2 separate regions of the Mus musculus genome follow, and region 1 is linked to region 2. Evidence: chromatin contacts called from public promoter capture Hi-C data. All regions are on one chromosome and are shown on one strand. Each heading gives the region's core, a stretch centred on a gene start, on an enhancer-like site or on the middle of the called end of the contact. The rest is flanking DNA. Distances are from core to core; before and after follow the strand shown. Region 1 holds the start of Nkx1-2 (NK1 homeobox 2). Region 2 holds the start of Htra1 (HtrA serine peptidase 1).

Region 1 (5,862 bases), core at 2,491-4,990, 1.7 Mb after region 2:
TACTTCAAACCAAACAGGGGCTGGGGGAGGGGGAAACTTTATAGAGTACTTTTGCTTTGTTTTAACAGAGAAAGCAGCAGTTAGAAGATATGTACCCTTGTGCCCATTCCTGATAAGGTTCTGGCCTCCACAATAACGTTAGCCTTACGCTTGGCAAGTATTTCTTTCCCCGCCCCTTACAACTTTTGCTTCTTCCCATCATGAAAGGGGGCAAAAATTGATATAGAACAAGAATTGTGTTCAAGTCAGAATCTCAGGTTATCTAAATATGTTATGCTTGTGCTTTCAGAAATTTACGGCAATGTCTGCATCTGGGCCTTGCTTTGCTCCAGCTTGTCAGTTTGAAGTCCGTGAAAGTGTAGCAGAACGGACAGATGGGCGCCAAGCACTGTACATCACAAAGACTCACACACAGACTTCAGGAGAGCCTTTGGGTCATCGCTCCCTTTTCTGTCCTTTTTGTGCATTTTAGGACACCGCTGTGGTCTGTCCAAGCTGTTCTCAAAACCTGTGAGGTAACAGAGTTGCCCCGTGTCTTCTCTGGGTGAATATAGGTACAGCGCTGAACAACTTCGGGCCACAAATGGAGTCTACACACACACACACACACACACTAAGGTCGTGCATCTTGAAACCAGCCCACTCAACAATGGAGTCTACACACACACACACACACACACACACACACACACTAAGGTCGTGCATCTTGAAACCAGCCCACTCAACAACTGCATCTGCTTTGGGTTCCTCGTGCTCCAGCTTTGTTCAGGATTTGGGAGTTCCGTGCTGAGCCACTTCCAACGCCAGGAAGAAAAGTTTCTTCCTCTTCATAAGTCCTGCCACCTTTAAAGATTCAGTCCTTGGTGCTAGCAACTGGTGCCCAGGGCATCTTGGCTCCCTCTGGTCTCCATCCTGGGAACCCTTATTAGCCAGACACGGTAAAGAACAGAGCCCTCGAAGTAAATCAAAGGGAAGAATGAGGTCCAGAAGCTGGAAACGTTTAAAACAGCCTGGTCTGGACGGACATCGCCTCGACCCCTCAGTGGCTTGTGTGGTTGTAGTCTGCAGGTGACTTCTCCTCGCCCTCTGGTGGCGTCACCAGCAGTCGGAGGGAAGGGGCACACCAGGAGGGGGCGGTCAGTGCCCCTCTGTGAAGCGGGGACCCGCGTCATCATACTGATCACTCGTGAATTCTGACTGAGCAGCAGTACCGGATTCATAGGTGTGGAGCATAGAAAGGGGTCAAGTAGGAGGGCCCAAGGAATGGAGTGAAGGGACTCCCGTTGGCGGCGGTCGTCAGCGGGAAGGAGGCGGCAGGGAAGAGGACGTTGGTGGCAGGATAGGTGGGGAAAGTCTGATAGGGCAGAGCGCCAGGAACCGGAGGGCCAGGACTACTCCCAGTGGCACTGCCACCGCCCCCCGCTACCGCGCCCGGTGTCCCAGGCTGAGGCGCACCGCCTCCCGCCTGCACGGCGCCGTCGGCCCCTGGGTTCTGCTTCTTCCACTTGGTCCTGCGGTTCTGGAACCAAATTTTGACCTGCGTCTCCGTGAGGCTGAGCGACAGCGCCAGGTTCAGGCGTTCGCACACCGACAGATAGCGCGTGGCTCGAAACTTGTTCTCTAGGGCCACCAGCTGCTCGTAAGTGAAGGCAGTGCGCGCGCGCCTTGGCTTGGCGCAGCTGGACTCGGCTCGCCGGCGTCGGGGCCGCGGGGAACCGGGAGAGCCCGGGGACGCCGGGAGGCCTTCCGCGCCGCTCTCTTCCGTTCCCACCGCTACTGCCCGGGCCTCTGGTGAGCCCTCATGGACCCCCTGCCAGCGCTCTGGCTGGTGCGCGCGCCCCGCATCCTCAGCTTCCTCCTCCTCCTCTGCCTCGGAGCCCTCCACCGGAGACCCGGGGTCAATGCCTCGGCCCACCGCATCTAAAAGAGAAGGGGATGGTGACCAGAAGCCCATAACAATTCTACCCAATGGCACTCCCAAACCTTCTTGTCCTCCCAAGAGCACTCAGATTTGCCCTTGATCTAACTCCCAGTTCCTCCCCTCTCCCGACTTTGCCCTCTTGGTTTCTGAATCCACATACCCTAGAGAGCAGATTCGGGAGTACAGTGTCCTTTACAAATCTGCCAGTAAGTAGGCACACAAGAAGTACATGTTGGATGACACCCCGTTTCAAGAAAGTATAGTGACTTTATCAAACCGGGAAGAGCAAAGTCGGCTGTGCATTATGATAGGGAATGTCAAGTGCGTTTACTAGTGCATCTCTCTAGTCCCTAGGAGCCTATGTTGCTGTGCAACTCCTAGCAATTAAAAAAGAAGTTATTAAACCCCCATCCCCCCAAAAAAGAGAAATTCCCCCTTTCCCATCTTCTCTCTCCAGTAGTGTTAATAGAGTTTCAGATTTGTCCGGGGCCTGATCGATAGATGTCATCTATTAAAGGTAAGTTTTAATCGAACAATATTAGGATCAGACAGGGAAAGGGGGTTTGAAGTCAGTACCTGCAAGCTGCGGGCAGGAGATATGCAGGCGCCAGTAATAGAATATCGATCAAGGAGTTAGGGGGAGGGGAGCGCGGCCCCACAGAGAGACCATCCAAACAATTAATCCAGGCCCGCGGCCGGGACCCAAGCCAGGCCACCAGAGGCTTCCGGGGGCCCCAGACAATCACCTCCAAACTTAGGAAGGAGGAGGAGGGGCTGTGCTATATACAGCCCTCCCTGGGACCTGAATCCCTAGACCTTCAGCGTCTCCCCAGATAATCAATCCCATGCTCATGTCCCACTAAGCATGAATCCTGCTATCTTAAGTTCTTCCAGCCACAAACTTTCCGGAACCCTTTCTTTTGTGTCCACCAACTTCAGGGATAAGGGGGAAAGGTCTAGAAGAGAACACCAAAAGCTATTGGGGGTGGGGGCGTCCCCTGTTGAGTCCGGGAAAGAGCATGGGCTCTAAAGATGTTTCCGAGTGGTTGAAAAAAAAGCACCTAATCCGGGGAAGGCCCGAGCCTCGGTTGCCCCATACATAAAATGGGAGTGGTGTTAATGACACTACATAGTTGGAAGGTATTTTCATAACCTTTATCCCAAGCTCCTCGCCCAGGTTCTAGCACGTGGAGAGCACAATACACTTCCATTAGATCAGTGAGCCTGAGCTGTAGTTTATGTGAGCCAGTCAGAGTTGTGGCGCTCATTCACTGAGCAGGTGTTCAGGAAAAAAGCACACACTGGTCCTGGCAATCTCAGCCACGTCCCTACCTCTGTCCTCTTCCAAGTAGGGATGGCTCGCTTCGCACCTGCGCGGGATCACCTTTTCTAGTTCCCAGGCTACCAATAAACCTTGACTACTACACACACACACACACACACACACACACACACACACACACCACTTAGGCTTAAAACCGCCTCACATTCTTACCAGGGGTCTCCTGTGACCCGATTGGATTCCCCGAACAAGCATCTTGCCCTGCTTCCACCTCTTCTAAACTTTTCTTGGCTTCCAGGGCAGCGAGACGCACCGGCGGGAGGGCAGCTCGCGTGAATTTTTGCGGATCCAAGATGTCCAAGACAGAGAAGGAGATCTTGTGGTGAGAGGGGGCCGCCTTGGCCCCGACGTCCTGCCATGCCAACATGCCCGCCTCCCGCGGGCCCGAGGCCAGCCGTACTGGGGTCGGGGCTGGATGCGCTCAGCCGCTGTCTTCTGCAGTGGTTTGGCCACAGCTCTCCAGCCGCGAACTGGAATTTCCCCGCCAAGTGAAGCTGTAGAGGGGGGCAAGGAGGCGGGGCGGGAGGAGAGAAGCGGGGAAGGGGGCGGGGGGGGGGGCTGCTTGAGGATTGGCACTTGAGCTGGCCAGACCCCTTCCACGTGCAGTGAGCGCTTGCAGCCTCCACGAGACTATCCTGGGCAGCCGGAGGGGGGAGGGAGCGCTGACTAGAGGGACCCTCGCGCGCCAATGCGCGCTCCCGGTTCGCCGGGTCACCGTGGCATGCTGTGTGAAAATCTTTCCATGCTGCGGAGACTCGTGAAGGGCGTGAGGGAGGATTCCATCTCCGCTACCTCATCTGCACACACATTCACCTGACTGAAGTTTACTTATTTCTCTTGGGGCACTTGCCATCTTCCTTTGACCTGGCGATGCCACAGAGGCCAGACCTGATTGCTTCGCCATGATGCACGGTGCATCTCAAGCCCCATCCCTGAACCACAGTAAAGGCTTCGGGCACATTTACGTAAAAATTTTAAAGCCTCTGTGCATTTACAGTTTATAAAGCCCTGGGGCTTTCTCACTCTCTTTTGATTTTCTAGGCATTCCCCCCTGTGAGGTGGGTGTGGCCTGGGAACCACAGTCTGTGGTTTCAAACAGAAGGAAAATGAGGTTCAAAGATGAGCGGTGGCGCTACAGATGACAAGAGTCTGGACTGGGCCAAGGTTTTTCAGGTCATCCTGATGGCTTAGGATATGTGTGTGTGTGCGGGGGGGGGGGGGGAACCTTCTTGGAGGGGAGTTTTTTCTTTCCACTCGGAAGACCAGCAGGGCCTGGTCAAAAGGGGTCTATGGAAATACGCCTGCCCAGAGAGCTGAAGGCTTAGGGCTAGGTGGCTTGGCTAAAGGTGAGTATCCCTCCTCGGATACCATTTTCATTGCCTGTCAGGACTTCTCAGTCACAGATTCTATCATTAACATCAGAAATTGACTCTCTGGGTTCCTTTCCCAGCGTGAAGAAGGAAAAGGTTAAAAGATGCCTAGTGGTTTGAATTTAAGACCAGAGATGAGAGCCGATTAAAATGGCCCCATCTGCCCCCCAAGTCTCCAGGGAGGACAGCCGGCATTAGCAGTGAGGGAAAGTCTGCATAGCCACACCCACGGTGATATTCCTTTTTTTTTTTTTAAGGCATTCATTTCAGCGACAAATTCTGAAGCATTAGCCCCTCTGCACAGAACCGCCTTGGAACCCCCCCCCCCCCCCGCCACTTCTTTCTTCTTTGCCCCATGTGGTTCCCAGACAATGTCTTGACAATTAATATTGTCTAAGCAGGTAAGAAGTAGGAAGAGGAGGGGACTCCTCACTAAAGTGCTGGGAGCTGCTCATCCAATCTGTTATTAAAGAGGTGTCCTTGGGGGCTTGCTCCTTGTAGCTTTTCTCATTCAAACCTTTCAGCCCCTCCCAGGGGTGGCCACCATATTCCCTGCCGACTTTAAAGCCTTGCCGAAATTCAAGCCAGCTCCAGACCTAAAGTAAAGACGGAATGAGCTTTTAAAGCTAAGGGAAGGAAGTGCCCAGACCAAGCCCACCAGAACCCCCAACCCCCGACCCCCACCCTTGCCAAGGGAATGCGCGCTTTGTGAAACTCAGGGAAAAGACAACCCAGAGGTCAGGCCAAGGGACAATGCGTGCAAATCAGAGATTCTTCAGTAATGCGCATACTGTGTCTTCTGTTTGGATAACCGTTTCTCACCTAGTTCCCACATTTTTTATAAGTCTTCGGTTTCCTTGTCTCTCATCCCCTACTAACCCCAATTCCTTTTTTCCTTTTTCCATATATATTAGGTTTTTCAGGATAGCTGGGAAAGATCTGCCTAAGGTCACTCATTCGGGAATCCATAGAATGTTTGTGGTTTTCCATGATTCCTTGCCTTACCTTTTTCTCTGGAAGACACATTGAGTCGTTTCCTAGGACTGGGGATTAGCAAGTGTTCTAGGGGCATCACATCCCAAAGCAGAGGGACAGACCCCTTCCCCAGCCACGATCACACAGAACTGGGATCAGTTATCTTTTGTTGTTGTTGTTTACATTATAGAAAGTGTTTCCTCTCCTAGGATTTATCTTTCCTTTGAAGTCTATGGTGCTAAACACAGAAAAGG
Region 2 (5,883 bases), core at 1,830-4,329:
CGCCTCGCCCTGTGAACAAAACTCAGGCTCCCATGATCCTCTGGTGAGAGGGAGTCTTTTTGGAGGATTTGTTGGGACCTGCTCTGGTTTGGGTATGATTGGAGTGCAAGGTAGAAGTTTGGTTCAGTGTGGTAAAAATGGAGGCCTAAGGCAGGTCACACATGATCATAGGACTGCAGGTCTCAGGGAGACTTGTGTTCACTGCTGTTTTCCTAGTGAGATTCCCCAGGTCTTCAGTGTGCCGAGAGCCATGGAGTTAAGAACCAGAAATGTCTGGCACTCCTCTGAGTCTCTTGGAGGCGAAGATACCCCCAGCCACAGTCTTCAAAGCTGTGGTGGACCCTCTTCACATGACCCTATCCCACCATCTTTTTGCAAACATGCACTTTCCTTAGGCCCCACCAGGCTGTTGCATCCCTACCTGTCCCCTTCTGCCAGTTCCACTTTGGAGCTGCCTGTAAACCCCACAGCTCTCTGTCCTCATGGCTTTTGCAGCTCTGCTCCTCAGCCCTTTCCTGTGGGTGAGACTCCATTTTCTCCCTCGCCTCCTGGCCTCTACAGAAGCCCTGGCACCAGGCAGGCACTGAGTTGCCTCTGGCTTAGCCAGGTGACGCCTCTGACCCCCATTGTGTGTGCTGATGACCCACTGAATGGCTTGTTGCCCGGGGACGCCCACAACTACAATCTTCAGTGACATTTTCCTTCTGTGCTCTCATCCACAACAACCATGTCTTCCAGATTCTCTCATTCCCCTTGGGATCCCTCTTAGGGACCCTCCAGCCCTTACAGCCTTTACCTGTCCTGAAAAGGCTCTAAATTGATTTGCCTTTCCAACCAGATTTGGCCTTAATAGCCCTTCTATAACCAGTCCAAATGGCCAGCCAGCAGCACCCTTGATCCTAATTTTATTCAGGACCTTTACAAATACTGTGAGTTCTCAGAGAAATGGAGAGTCCCTAGTCCCTATTTTTCTTTTCTCCAAACCCTGTTTCTTTCTGTCTGGCATCCCTCCCCTCCCCACACTGCTTAACCATCTTGCCTTCAAGTTTGCAACAGGTTAGGGCCAGATGGGACCAGAGACTACAGCACACACTCATGTGCATAAACACACACACACACACACACACACACACACACACACACACACACACACACACACACACTCCTGAAGTATGTACAGATCATTTGCCTGTAAATTTGATTCCAAATTCTAGGCTCCAATTCCTCCACATGGCCTTGGCTTTTGCAGCCTGTCCACATAGAACTATGTCCCTCCTCCTAAGACACACACACACACACACACACACACACACACACTCACACTCTTTCTCCCTGTCCCTTCATGGACTCAGATTTTATTACAAACTGGCCCTGGTACACCTTCTCTGCTTTGTACTTCCTAACAGCCTTTCTGCTTGAAGTCTGTCTGCCTCTGCTCAGCTCCTCTCTCTAACAGGAGTTCTCCTCCTCCTCCTCTCCCCATAGGTTTGTGTGACCCGAGGAATTGCTTGCGGGATATGAGTTCCATAAAAGAGAATTCCGGAGAGAAGAGTATCTGCAAAGGCTGATGGATCAGAGCTTACCAGGGAAGCGGTAGATCAGGTGCTGAGCTATCAGGCAGCCAGAAAGCAGATTTGTTTCAGGTGGAACTAGGGTCCCCATGCATGGCATAGAACCAGAAGGAACACAAGCGCCAGGAGAGCCGGGGTCACAGCACTAATATGAAATATAATGTGGCAAGGGGGGTACCATGGTGAACCCATGTCAAGGTGTGCCTCTGAGAAATTATGCCATGCAACAGAACTGGTATAAAAGGGAGTTTACTGGCAGAAGGGAAGAGGAGAGAGCACAGGGGACAGAGGAGGACCAGTAGACATCTATGTTTCTGTAGTCTGAGGATTCCAGCCAGACACAAAAGTACTTCTCATATCAGAGACTGTGTGTGTGTGCATGTGCATATGCGTGGGTGTGTGTCTCTCTTACCCCTCTCTTACCCCTTGATGTGTGGGACTTGGACGAAGTTGAGGCTTACCTCGGGGACTGCTTTGAGGGGAGTTGTTTTAAGGAATTCTGCACAAGGGAACAACCCGGATGTAGATTAGCGCCCTATCAGCGACTCCTCCTTGAGTCAGGGTCAGCAGCACTCTGCCCACCACCCTGGGGTGTGTTATGGCGAGGTGCATGGGGAACTCAGGTGGGGACAGCACATACTTTAATTCTCTCATCTTCCAATACAAGATTTATGTGTTCTGTGTTGGCCAGGCACAGAGATCTGCCTCCGGGGTGACAGTTGCTCTTCCTGATGATTCTTAGACTCATCTCGGTCCCAAACGTCACTTAAATCCTCATGTGAGAGCTCAAAATAAAACATCTTGTTTTGGGACACCTTGATTTGCCCGAGCGCTGGGACTGCAGGCGCGGGCTGGGCGCTTCTGTGTGGTAACAACGCATTCCCTAACAGCTCAGGGTGAAAAAGTACAAACTGTACAAAGCCCGGTGGCCACGGCATGCTCCCGGTGGCCCTCCAAGTACCAAACCCAGATACCCGAGGCGTGCTATGGCATGCACTCCACCGAAAGCAACTTTAAAAGAGAAGCGTTAGGAAGGTTTACACTGTCATTCGCCAATGCTTTTTGCTTCTCTCACTTGAAACTAGGTCTGGGCACTGGGTTTCTGCCAGTCCTGCTGACGCTGCCTTCCCACGGCGGCGTCAAGTTCACAGCCACAGTCCCCCAAGCTGGGCACCGGTCCATTGCAGCTGTGGCCGGGGTCGATGTGACCGCCCTCCGCACTGGACGACCTGGGAACTTTCCAGGCGATTGCGCAGTGCTAGGCAGGTTTCCCTCTGTTAAGTGCCACTTTGGTCTTAAGGTCTTCAATCTCTGAGGAAAAAGAATCCTAGAATGAGAAACTGAGCCAGCCGGAGGGTGGAGTCGCGGCCCGCCCCGCCTCGTCCCCGCAGGCAGTCCCCGATCGGCCCCCCTCCCGGGAGCGGTGCCCGTCCCCCTGGCGCTTCGTCACCGCCGCTAGGCCAATGGGCTTAACCGTACGGCCGCGCACACTCGCACCCGCTGTCCCCAAGACCCCGACACACCGTCCCGAGCGCGGTTTTTCGGCTGTGGTCCAGCCCGTGGCCGTCGGAGTCGTCATGCAGTCCCTGCGTACCACGCTCCTGTCTTTGCTACTGCTGCTGCTAGCGGCTCCTTCCTTGGCGTTGCCGTCGGGGACCGGCCGCTCGGCCCCAGCTGCCACCGTCTGTCCCGAGCACTGCGATCCCACCCGCTGCGCCCCGCCGCCCACGGACTGCGAGGGTGGCCGCGTCCGCGACGCGTGCGGCTGCTGCGAGGTGTGCGGCGCGCTCGAGGGTGCAGCGTGCGGCCTGCAGGAGGGTCCCTGCGGCGAGGGGCTGCAATGCGTAGTGCCCTTCGGGGTGCCGGCCTCGGCCACAGTACGACGGCGCGCACAGGCCGGCCTGTGCGTGTGTGCCAGCAGCGAGCCGGTGTGTGGTAGCGACGCCAAGACCTACACCAACCTGTGCCAGCTGCGCGCCGCCAGCCGCCGCTCCGAGAAGCTTCGCCAGCCGCCGGTCATCGTCCTGCAGCGCGGCGCCTGCGGCCAAGGTACCCGCCCCGCCCTGCGCTGCACTCCTGGGTGGCTCCCCACTCTCGCCAACTCAGCCCGACCAGTCAGGACCGTCGGGAGGGGATGCGGAGGTGCAGAGAAGCACTGCGGGGTGTTCTAGGCATCCAGTTAGTGGGAGAGAGAGACGATGGGGCTCGGGGTAGCTGTGTTTCAAAGGCTCCCTCCGGCCCTATTTCTGCGCCAAGCATCGGGTCGTTTCGAGAAACGCCAAGCAGGTGCTTTGCGCGCTTTGGTCCAGCACCCCCTGGCCGGGGTGACTAGGCATCGCGCTGGGGAAAGCCGCGTATCATACCAGGGATCTTGGCAATGTTGAGATACATGGCTTTGGGATCGCAAGAACTCTTGTCGCCTTCCCTTCCTTCTCCCTTTCTGCTGAGTCCTCTCTTCTTGGAACTATCTAAGCAGTGTTTTTCTTATAGAACCTCTTCGTGAAAACTTTCACTTTGGGGAGAGGGAACATCTCTGCTCAACTCAGCAAGCATTTTTCTCACCCCGCCTCCTAAGCAGAAAACGATTTAGTAACTCCGGCCCTCTTCCTCCATTGATTTAAATCAACTTTACAAAAACGCCCACGATTTGGTCCTTTTTTGGTCCTTTGGTCCTTTTGCCTGAGTTCAACCAGGTAGTGGACCGTGAAATTTGAGGTAGAGGAGGGGCCCACTGGGGATGAAGAAAAAAATGCACCCTCTACCCTCTCTCTCCTTGTGGGACCTTTCTGTACCCACAAGAGCTGGACGTGGTGGTGGCGACAGGGTAAAGGGGCTTGGAGAACTGCCCAGCTCCCTGCAGGACCTTCCAGAGAAAAGCTTCGGTTAAATCCAGAGATACCCTGTGGAAAAACAGTAAATTCATACTGGCCACTACAGCGCTGTGGGGACCAGCCAGCTGGGCTCCAGTACATTTGGCTTCAGCTACAGGGCTCCTGCCCAAACCTAGCACCTCCCTCCCCTCCGCCCCCCCACCCCCCATGTGGTGGGGAGGACAGGAAAGCACGGGAGAGGGAAAGAGAGATTGAGCTAGATTTTTCTTTATAGGAATATGGTCGCCTATGACCACTTTGAATTTGGCAAAACTTTACTCGAATGCACAGGAAAGTACTCCAGGTGGTGTAGGAAGAGGTGGGCTGGTGTTTATATTCTTACCACAGGAGCACAGGACTGGACCTCAGTCCCAGGAAACTCAGCCTCCATAGAGAGAAGAAAAGGGTTTTTGTTTGTTTGTTTGTTTGTTTGTTTGTTTGTTTTCAGAGAGGACTGATCCCGGGGTCCCTACCTACTAAGTCCCAGCCCATGTGACAAGTGAGTTATCCTGTGACTCTATTTGGTCTCCTAGACCCGGGAGGAGGAAGCTCCTGGCCTCGTCTTTGTCTTAGATGAGGTGGAACTGGGGATGAATAACTTGTCCAAGGTCACTCAGCTGGAACCTGAATGCTGGCAAACTCAGAACAGGCCAGAGCTAGACCTCAAGGCTATGGGAAATGGGCTTCCAGGGGGCTGGACCAGCCAACTCACCTTGGGGAGAGGTAGAGAACTATGTAGCTCCTGAGTGGATACTTTGAGGTGGAGAATAGATTGGTGTTAGTTAGTTAGTTAGTTAGTTAGTTAGTTAGACAGACACGGGCAGAAGTGACCCACAGTGGTGGCTCAGAGTCCCCTGGGGAGGAAGTAGTGTGTCACACGTGCAGATATCCTTGAGTAGTTCTTGAATAGGCTCTGTTCAGAGGAGGGCTGGCGTAGAACTAGCCTAGAGGGGGAGGGCAGAAGGTAGGAATCTGGGCTACTTTCACCAGAATCTGAGTGTGCACAGGTGACATTTTTTTTTTTTTTAAAAAGCACATTTTGGTGGGAAACCAGGTAGCTGTCACTCTTTGTAGTCTTGCTGCACAAGGCCAGGAGTTACAGACATCAGCAGAGGCCAAATACTTGGCTGGTTGAGTTGTATTGGGGAGACAGGTCCTTTGTTGGCCAGCAGGGCCCCAGTGGCCCCTAAGTGTGGAGACAGCCACAGATGAAGCATAGAGCTGGTGGTAGCCATCTCCCCTCCTTTTGTAAATATCTGTTGCTCTGTATCACGTCTGACATGTGTGCCTGGTACTTAGGGACAGCTAGTTACGTGGGAGGATGGATAGAAAGACAGGAGATACTTGGCGTACACAGCCGACCCTCAGCCTGGCTTCGCCCTGACTCTCCATCTGAGGCTGTCTTAAGGTCCCAGGAGCAGAGTCTGTGAGTCAGTGAGCTG

Evidence for each region. Promoter capture Hi-C pulls out the DNA fragments that hold promoters and counts their contacts.
Region 1: a contact with region 2 is called in a promoter capture Hi-C map of liver, with 4 times the contacts expected there. The contact joins the promoter of Nkx1-2 here to the promoter of Htra1 in region 2. A contact is called at or near these places in 3 of 39 promoter capture datasets (embryonic stem cells and liver).

What each region holds. Positions count from the first base shown.
Region 1 is chr7:132,595,897-132,601,758 of GRCm38.p6, forward strand. Nkx1-2 (NK1 homeobox 2) reads right to left here and starts at 3,741. Exons shown (of 2, transcript NM_009123.2): 1 at 3,417-3,741; 2 at 343-1,920. The coding sequence starts at 3,630. The coding sequence ends at 1,217.
Region 2 is chr7:130,933,124-130,939,006 of GRCm38.p6, forward strand. It overlaps Htra1 (HtrA serine peptidase 1), which reads left to right and starts at 3,080. Exons shown (of 9, transcript NM_019564.3): 1 at 3,080-3,620. The coding sequence starts at 3,149.